2 separate regions of the Capra hircus genome follow, and region 1 is linked to region 2. A link is a contact called in public Hi-C data. All regions are on one chromosome and are shown on one strand. Each heading gives the region's core, a stretch centred on a gene start, on an enhancer-like site or on the middle of the called end of the contact. The rest is flanking DNA. Distances are from core to core; before and after follow the strand shown. Region 1 overlaps SMAD4 (mothers against decapentaplegic homolog 4). Region 2 overlaps ELAC1 (zinc phosphodiesterase ELAC protein 1).

The links. A called contact is a pair of places that touch in the nucleus more often than the background predicts.
Region 1: a contact with region 2 is called in a Hi-C map of blood, with 2.2 times the contacts expected there. The contact joins two enhancer-like sites. A contact is called at or near these places in 4 of 5 Hi-C or Micro-C datasets (blood and liver).

Annotation. Positions count from the first base shown.
Region 1 is chr24:50,753,836-50,758,627 of ARS1.2, forward strand. It overlaps SMAD4 (mothers against decapentaplegic homolog 4), which reads left to right. Exons shown (of 12, transcript XM_018039535.1): 5 at 4,673-4,792. Among named protein-coding and RNA genes, the nearest start is that of SMAD4, 24 kb to the left of the region's middle. Within about 2 kb of position 1,411, at least 1 of the 5 cell types and tissues checked has an H3K27ac peak or open chromatin away from gene starts, as enhancers often do.
Region 2 is chr24:50,691,051-50,695,811 of ARS1.2, forward strand. It overlaps ELAC1 (zinc phosphodiesterase ELAC protein 1), which reads left to right. Exons shown (of 4, transcript XM_018039724.1): 3 at 738-1,205; 4 at 2,847-4,761. The coding sequence ends at 3,313. Among named protein-coding and RNA genes, the nearest start is that of ELAC1, 16 kb to the left of the region's middle. Within about 2 kb of position 3,076, at least 1 of the 5 cell types and tissues checked has an H3K27ac peak or open chromatin away from gene starts, as enhancers often do.

The sequences.
Region 1 (4,792 bases), core at 161-2,660, 61 kb after region 2:
GCTTTGAAAATGTACATTTTGCAGGGGTGGGGGGCATGCATCAGCATTTAAAACTGGATTTAGTAGGCTGTTGACTCTTTGAATTTGAACTGCTGTTTATGATTGCAAGTAGAATAAAAAATGTGATGGGGAACATAAAACAGACACAGAAAGAGTAACTTGTGAATTGGTAAAAACTGGCTATTTTAGAAGTAAATCTCACAGAACCAGTTTCAGTAGTTATAAATAACCTGTTTGATAATTTAGAATCATGTGTAACATAGTTTAAAAACACCCAAATTCTCAATTTTCTTTATTTCAGCTGAACTTATTTTTATGATTGATAATTTTGTGAATGACTTAAAACTGTATAGTATATTAATTTTTTTTCAGTCTTGTTATATTTTGAGTAAATAAAGGCTAAAGTATATGGTAATCACATGTTCTAGGCCTATTTTTAAAAGGAGAAAGTTTTGAGATAGGAAAATGAAACAAACAGGAGTGTGTTTTTTATTTTTCATGTAGTATTTGAGAACAGAGATCTGTTAAAACTTTAGCTCTGTTTCTTGGAACATGTTAATGAGCTAAAATTTCTTTAAGAACTAGTTACTTTGAACAGAAACTGATAAAAAGCCACTGTCACCTTAGAAGGCTTCCCTGATGGCTCAGATGGTAAAGAATCTGCCTGGAATGTGAGACCTGGGTTTGAACCCTGGGTCAGGAAGATCCTCTGGAGGAGGAAATGGCAAACCACTCCAGTGTTCTTGTCTGGAAAATGCCATGGACAGAGGAGCCTGGTGGGGTACAGTCTGGGGTGGCAAATAGTCAGACACCACTGAGCAACTAAACCAGTACTATCACCTTAGAAAGGTGTGCCGTTGTTCTGAAGGGGAATTAGTGGTTCAGCAGCACTTTTGCTACAGAATCCTAGAAATGTGTCAGAAGTATCATCTGACCTTGAAATTTGGGAAGAGCATGAAAGGCTACTTGTTTTTTTATTCTCCACTTCTCTTCCATGTCAATAATAATAAAGGAAGACTAGTGTCTTTTGGTATTTGTTGAGGGTTAGTTGGTTTCTGAGAACAGTGGGTTAATAATGGAAGCTGTTGTGGTCTGAAAGGGTAGCTTTAAGATTAATTGGGTAAAGCCCAGCTTATTCATCACCCAGACATTGATATCATGTCACCTCTTTTTGAAAGTAAACACCCTTTTGATATTCACTATTCTCCATCTGCATTTTTGGAGAATGAAAGCTTTTAACTCAGTGGGTGTTAGTGGTGATAACTGTATTAGAATCCCCCTAGGGAGCGGTTGTGATGCGATCTAATTCTGAAGACTCATTACACTGCTTCCTGTCCTAAACTATTGCTGTTATGAGTGCTTGTCATTGATGGACTTGTGTGGGTTGATAGCCCCTTTTCAGTTGCTCTAGCCCTGTATTCAGCCTTATGGATCCCCCTAGTGGTGGCTGTCTATAAAAAAAAAGGCTGGCCTCAGTGGCTTCTTTCCTCAGAAAACGACAGGTGTTTCTCACGAGGTCCTTTCAGATTTGGACAAAGTATATAAAGCCAGGTAGCTAAAAGTTAAGCAAATGGGATAATTCCTTCACTTTTGAGTTGGGATCTTGGTGGTAATTATTTCCAGCCTGTCTCATCTCTTTTATGAAACTTTCCATGACCACATCCACTTGTGTAGTGATTTTAACAAATATTTAATGAGCATGTATTGCCTGGTACTGTGTTAGGTTCCAGGGACGATAGAATAAATAAGGTATGTTTTTTTTCTGTTCGAGGAAGCACATACTCTAAGGGAGGAAAGAAAAGGTAAATAAGACAGTGGCAGTACCATCAGACAGGCTGTGCCCTGCTTGCTAGTAGTGTTAAAGAGCAGAGACCTAGGACGAGCTCAGTGTCTTCAGCTCTTCTGTCCACTGTGAGTTCTCTACTCCTCATAGAGCATTTTACAACTTATATATGTGTATGACTGCTCTAAAAATATGGTTAAATCATAATAGCTAACACTTGCTAGGTACTTATTCTGTGTCAAAATGATCTACAAATATTGTGTCATCATTTTCATAATACTCCTACATGGTAGGTGGCATTATCTACATTTTATCAGATACAAAGAAACTGGTTCCTGGAGAGGTCAGGGGACTTGCCCAAGATTAAGGCAGCTGGAAGGGGCTCACTGTTTAAACGTTTAAATACCTAAGTATCATAAAAGACTGTAAGCCCTGCTAAGGCAGTAAGCTTTCTTTTGTTTATTGATGTATCCCAAGTATTAGAACAGTACCTGGAACATAGGTGCTCAATAAATATTTTTTTCAATGAGTTAATTTGTTGACTGCTAGTCCATAAAGAGAAATACTTAGTAGTTTGATGTCTGTTTCCTGGACTTTAAAAATATATACTATATGTTTTTTTAATTTTATTTTTTTGAATAGGCAATACATGGTCCATAAAATCAAAATACTATAAAAAGGTATACAGTGAAAAGAAGTGCTCCCACCCCTGTCCCCATTCCCCCCTACCTCAGGTAATCACTTTTATTAGTTTCTGGTGTTTCCTTCCAGGGTTTCTTTGCGCAAAAATACATGTATTATTTCCCTCCTTTCCTACACAAACAGCATATTGTGCGCTGTTCTGGACCTTGCTTTTTCCCTTAGAGTATATGATTGTTTGAAATGTGAGTATGATTATAGTGTACAGCAGTGTTTTTTAACCAACTTTTTTGCTCTTGGAAAAAATGTATTACAGACATTTCTCCTTGTTGATACCCAGTTTTACCTAAGAAACTTGTTTTAAATTACTTGATTAAAGAGACACATAGACTGGTAGAAGTCCCGAACTTACACTTGGGAAGGTTTAGTCGATGTGTTAGGCAAGAAAAAGTTATGAGATAACTTTTTAAAAGCAGAGTTCAACTATTTTACAGATCTTTTTTTTTTTTCGGCTGCGCTGTGTGGCTTGCAGGCTCTTAGTTCCTCAACCAGGAATTGAACCTGGGCTATGGCAGTGAGAGCACCTAGTCCCAACCAGTGGACCATCAGGGAATTCCCGTGTTATGCTCAAGTGTTATGATTACACAGTGAGCCAAAATGTCAGTTGGAAAGCAGAAGCAATGAATATCAAGTTAACCAGCTGTATCTTCAAATTAGTAACTTTCTTCTTAGGTACTAGCAATACCAATATCTTGATAAAAAGATTCCAATCACTGTAAACAACAAAAGCCCTAAAGTTTCCAAAAATTAAATAGAGATATTAGAATCTTATGGAGAAAACTATAGGACTTTGTTGACAAGTGTAATTTAAAAAAATTGAATAAATACAGTCATATCCACATGGGTTTTCCTTTGCATTTTTATAATTTGGCCAACATTAGTGATGAATGGTTAGAGCCACTCTTTTTTTTTTCTTAAACTGACATACAGTGATATGTTAAGCTCCTTTTGGTTGTCTTTTTGTTTCCATATAATTTTCTAAAGAGAAACCCTTTGGAGTGGAATTTATGGGTCTTAAAAATATCAATGTCTTCATTATGATACATGACAAAGTCCTTTTAAGAGATTATATGTCGACATCTGAACAATAGATTATTCTTACCTCTTTGAAATGTTCCAATTTAATAAAAATAGCCATGTAATGAATTAATATTTATGTGCAATAGATTTTTTCAAAGACTGACATAGAGAAAGATAAGGAGCATTACATGCTGATTCTTAATGGAAAAGAGAATGGCTTTTTGTGGACTGTTGACTGCTCTAAGAACAGAACCTAGTGTTAAGAGTTCAGTAGATAGTAAAATTCTAGGGTAGTGTTAGCTTAGGTGCAGTAAAGGATTGCTTGCTAAAGATAAAAAGCAAACCCCAAAACTATTACCTAAAAGGAAGTGGGACCATTCTGGGCAGGGCCACTGATACTGTAAACGCGATTTCAATTTTCTTTTTTTCCTCACACTAAAGCCGCCTAACTATTCCTGGTTTATTCAAGAAAAAGTTGTTGTATCAAGTAGGGTCAGTTTACAGGGTTACATTAAGGTGTAACCATGCAGGAGAAAGATGTTGTTTATTGAGTTTTTTCACACTACATGTTTATCAAGCATCATTATTTGGATTGGGTTTCTAGAAGGAAATTTCAGTTTGACTTACCATTTGAGATTTTTCTGCTCATTCTAATTTTTTAGGGGACATTTAGTATGCTTCACTTTCAAAGAATACATTACTTAATAATGCTAGATCCTGGCATTAGATAGCTGTAAGATCCGACTCATATTTTTACACTGTGAAATTGGCAAAAAGAGGAAAAAATTAATTAGTCGATCTCCAATTTGGTTTTCTTAGTGAGGTAAACACTTTCTCTAGCCACTTGATTTTTGCCTATGTTATATATTTAAGGTGATTATTACCTTTAGATTATTAATTGGGAAGCTCAGAAATACCTTTTCAGGACCACAGCCGGAGGTGGTTGTAATTTAGTCGCCTTCAGATTTCAAGGAGTTAATCAGATTGATCTGATGCCACTATCTCTAAATAAATAGCTTTCGCTGATAAAGTAGAATGCTTTTAAAGTAGTATGAGAAAATTCTGAGTTACACTCTAGTGACTTTAGGTGTTCTTATGTTACTTACAAGATTTTTTTTCCTGGGAATAAAAGCTTATAAGATTTTAAAATATGTTTGTTTTTCTGTGTAGCTCCACCAAGTATGTTGGTGAAGGATGAATATGTTCATGACTTTGAGGGACAGCCATCATTATCCACTGAAGGGCATTCAATTCAAACCATCCAGCATCCACCAAGTAATCGTGCATCGA
Region 2 (4,761 bases), core at 1,826-4,325:
TTGGAACCCCCCAAAATAAAGTCTGACACTGTTTCCACTGTTTCCCCATCTATTTCCCATGGAGTGATGGGACCGGATGCCATGATCTTCATTTTCTGAATGTTGAGCTTTAAGCCAACTTTTTGACTCTCCACTTTCACTTTCATCAAGAGGCTTTTGAGTTCCTCTTCACTTTCTGCCATAAGGGTGGTGTCGTCTGTATATCTGAGGTTATTGATATTTCTCCTGGCAGTCTTGATTCCAGCTTGTGTTTCTTCCAGTGAATCATTTTGGTACACGTTTTCCTTTTCTCTTTTTTCCAGTAAGAGGACGTATAGGAAAATATTCTTAAAACTGTAACACTGTATAATTTGAAGATTTTTATGGGCTTCCCTGGTGGCTCAGAGGTTAAAGAGTCTGCCTGCAATGCAGGAGACCTGGGTTCGATCCCTGGGTCGGGAAGATCCCCTGGAGAAGGAAATGGCAACCCACTCCAGTATTCTTGCTTGGAGACTCCCATGGATGGAGGAGCCTGGTGGGCTACAGTCCACAGGGTTGCAAAGAGTCAGACACAACTAAGCGATTTCACTTTCACTTTATGAAAAAAAGTTATATCTTATTAAAACCTTCCAGTGAAATAATACTTGTCTTTCTTGCTTCTGGAATCATGTAGAAAAATGCATGCATGTTTCAAGTAGCTTTGTGTGGGTTTTATTTCTGAAAAATTCAAAAATTTGTTTCTCTGCTTCAATCAAAAGGGAGAATTACCAAGATCTTCATCACGCATCTTCATGGAGACCATTTCTTTGGCCTTCCTGGCCTCCTCTGCACAATCAGCCTGCAGAGTGGGTCCATGGTCACCAAACAGCCCATCGAAATCTATGGCCCTGTGGGGCTTCGGGACTTTATCTGCCGAACCATGGACCTCTCTCACACGGAGCTGGTCTTCCCTTACGTGGTCCATGAGCTGGTGCCTACAGCAGATCAGTGTCCTATGGAAGAACTGAAAGAATCTGTCCAGGTGAATAAAACAGACAGCCCTCCCCAAGAGGGAGAAGGACGAACCATCATGTTAGACTCAGAAGAAAGCTCGTACCTCTTGGTTGATGACGAACAGTTTGTTGTGAAAGCGTTTCGCCTCTTTCATCGAATACCCTCCTTTGGATTTTCCGTCGTGGAGAAGAAACGCCCAGGTAAACTCAATGCACAGAAACTAAAGGACCTGGGTGAGTAAGTGTTTGTTTTCTCCTTTCTCCTCAGTTGAGTTGTCATGAGCTGAAGCAGGTAGAAGTGTCATAGAAACCTTCCTTTCTTGCTTCCCAGGCCTAATGCTTACATTTTCTCCACGTACTTCCTTTTCCTGAAGTTTGTTTATTAAGGGAAATCTTTAGGGCCAGAAGACGCTATTCAGAGCAAAAAGGAAGTATGTATTTGAAGTCTCTCTTCAGCTCTTTAGAGGCACATTCTTGATCTGTCTTGTCTTCAGGTTTTACTATCTTGGTTGGTGGGGTGATGGTGGATGTCTCAGGCCTAGGCTTTTATTTTCTCACGTCATCTTTTTGAAGTACGTTTGAGTGGCATCTTTGGTCAGATACTTTTCACCGTAGTTCTAAACCATGCAACTGCAACCAGCTGCTTTCTGAGTTTTCCTTCTTTATTGACTTGGCCTAGGCAGTCAACTTTGATTAAGTTATTAATAATTTGGTGTCTGGAACACTGCCTCAACCAGTTTTATTTATTTATTTATTTTTTTGACTGTGCCGGGTCTTCGTTGTAGCACATGGGGTCTAGTTTCCTGGGGAACGAACCCAGGCCTCCCGCATTGGGAGCATGGAGTCTTAGCCACTGAACCACCAGGGAAGCCCCTCAACCAGCCTTATATACCTGGGTTCATCACACTTGGAAGCAAGCATTCAAAGCTTGGCTTGGGGCCCATCTAAGGCCTCGTACCTTGTCCATGCTAGGCTGTCACATGCCCAGGGCCTTCAGCACATCTCCCAAAGCAGCGCCAGGCACATCATCCCTCTAGCGTCTCCACCTTCCTTGCCATGCCGACCACAGAACCTGTGAAAAGCGTGGCAGTGGTTTTCCATGTGTTCTTTTTCTTTATTTGCACAATCTCTTCTTTCTTCCCCAACTAAAACAAAGCACTAAGTAATGAGGAAAACTGCCTTAGACCAAAGATTTTTTTAATATCTACAAACCTGTGAAAATAGCAGTGTGTTGTGAAACTGTAAACATGATCCATGTTGGAATTAGTGAATACACTCTGTTTGTACGTATTGCCCAGAGTGATCATCAGGTGTTATTCTCGATTAATATGAGATTTAAGCCCAGTTTGGTAAGCATGGAACTGCCTCTGTTTAAAACGAAGATTGATTATGCATAACTACCTGAAATTCTCCTTGATGTTGTGATCCAAACAATCCCCTCTAACAGTTCTTTTTATTACGTTAATCAGTTTGTTGGTAACTTGTCATTTAAATGGGCTCTTTAATTTTACCTGAAGATGAGCTTGTTAAATACAGCACTCAAAAACTGTTATTCCCATGCACAGCAGAGGATCACAGCTGTTACCTTGACTATAATAAGGTTTTAGGGGGACTTAAGAGCTTAAACTTATCTGAAACGTGTGCTTGGAAATGTTTTAAGTACTTGGACATTGCTAATATCAATAGCCAACAATGAACTTTTAAAAAATGTATAAATATCCCAGTTTCCCACAAGTAATAAAATATTTATAACTATTATGAAAAGAATTGGATGCCTTTTCCATTTGCTATTTGCAGTGCTGTTGAAACAGACGCTCTGTAACAAGTCATAAATTCCATTCCCATGATGTGATGGTATCTGCCTCCATCTTTTAGGTGTTCCACCAGGTCCTGCCTATGGGAAGCTGAAAAACGGAATTTCTGTTGTTCTGGAAAATGGAGTTACAATTTCTCCCCAAGATGTCTTAAAGAAGCCTATTGTTGGAAGAAAAATCTGTATTTTGGGTGACTGTTCTGGGGTTGTGGATGACGGAGGAGTAAAGCTGTGCTTTGAAGCAGACCTGTTGATCCACGAAGCGACCCTGGATGACACCCAGATGGACAAAGCGAAGGAGCACGGCCACAGCACGCCGCAGATGGCGGCGACGTTTGCAAAGCTGTGCCGAGCAAAGAGGCTGGTTCTGACTCACTTCAGTCAGAGGTACAAACCAGTTGCCTTGGCCAGAGAAGGAGAAGCAGATGGGATTGTAGAACTTAAAAAGCAAGCTGAATCAGTGTTAGACCTCCAAGAAGTGACTCTCGCAGAAGATTTCATGGTGATCAGCATTCCGATCAAGAAGTGAAGCCAGTATTCCTGAATGCATTCTGATGTGTCTGTAAATATGTTATTGAACCAACAGTCACATTTGGTTTCTTTTTGTTGTGGTGGTGGTGGTGGTCATCGTAGTTTTGGTCTAAAATTATTTGAGTCCTCATAATCCTGGAAAGGATGGAGCTGCATTGCTGAACTAACTCAGCATTGAGAGGGAGCAAGCTTTTTTATAATAAATCACTTTAAAAAGAATGAAACCAGCATCCTTCTTAAAGTCCAGATTTGACAAAATGATAGGCTATTCAGGTATACATGCTTTGTGGTTGCTGCCTCAGAGATTAGCCAATGCACCATGCAATCCTGGGCTTAGCTTCTATCTAGCTTTATTGCTGTTGTTGGCAAAGTTTGCAGGACTTGGCCCTCCTGGCTAACAATGGTATTTTGGCAGTTTGTGTTAAATCTGTTCATGTTATTAACAAAAGAGAAATGTAATGAGATATTGAACATGCAGAATTGAAGCTGGCATGTTAAATCTTGAATTCTTTGCTAGAAGACTGAAGGCAGGGTCAGGGTAGGTGTTTGGCCTTCAATTAATATTTTATTAAACTTTCCAGTTTGCTCTAAACCCAGGGTTCTCAGAGGTGATACTGCTCCCTTAGATGGAATTTTGAAGTTGTGGGATGTTTCTTGTCAAAACTAGGAGGGGTTACTACCAGCAGTTAGTCAGTACAGGGCAGGATGCTAGATTGTAGAGAATTTTGGTCAGTCCTAAACAATGAAGAATTATCTCATCCCACAATGCATATTGCAGGTCTGTTGAAATACACATCAAATTAAAACTTAGACTCCTGCTGTGAACATACTTTATAAAAATTCAGTGACATAGGGGGCATGAACCACTGGTCTCCTTGCATGGCCCTGCAATAAACCTTTCTCTGCTCAAAAAGAAAAAAAGGAAATAGTGATGTAATGAGCTGAACTACGAGGTAAGTCAAATTCTGCAACAAATCCTAAAAAGCTAGCTAAGTGAATATATTGGAATGTCACATCAAACATTATTTGTCAGAAATGAGCTATGGGCTGGAGCTTGTGAATCTGGAGGTTAAAAAATGACTATATGTCCAACTTGGGTTTAATTTACGTGTTCTGATAAATAATTATTTGAGCACCATTTTCGTAAAATGTTCTTTCTAGAATAGCTTTTCCTGCTGAGTTGCCTTCCACCTCCCTTCTGTCTGTCATGGGGTATCTCTGACTCATTTGCCCACAGTATTTCTCAAAATGTATTACATGGAAAGGTAGTCTCAAGTACTGATTCAGTCAAAACAGTTCCCTAATCAGACTGGTTTGGGGAACCCTGTATACTGTGGGTCCCTCTGGCAGAGCTGTAATGCCCACCAATGTATTACAATAGCACTGCTTCAGTGATCACCAGCCCGGCTGTGATGCCAGAAAGACCTGATTTCAGAGTCCCATTCC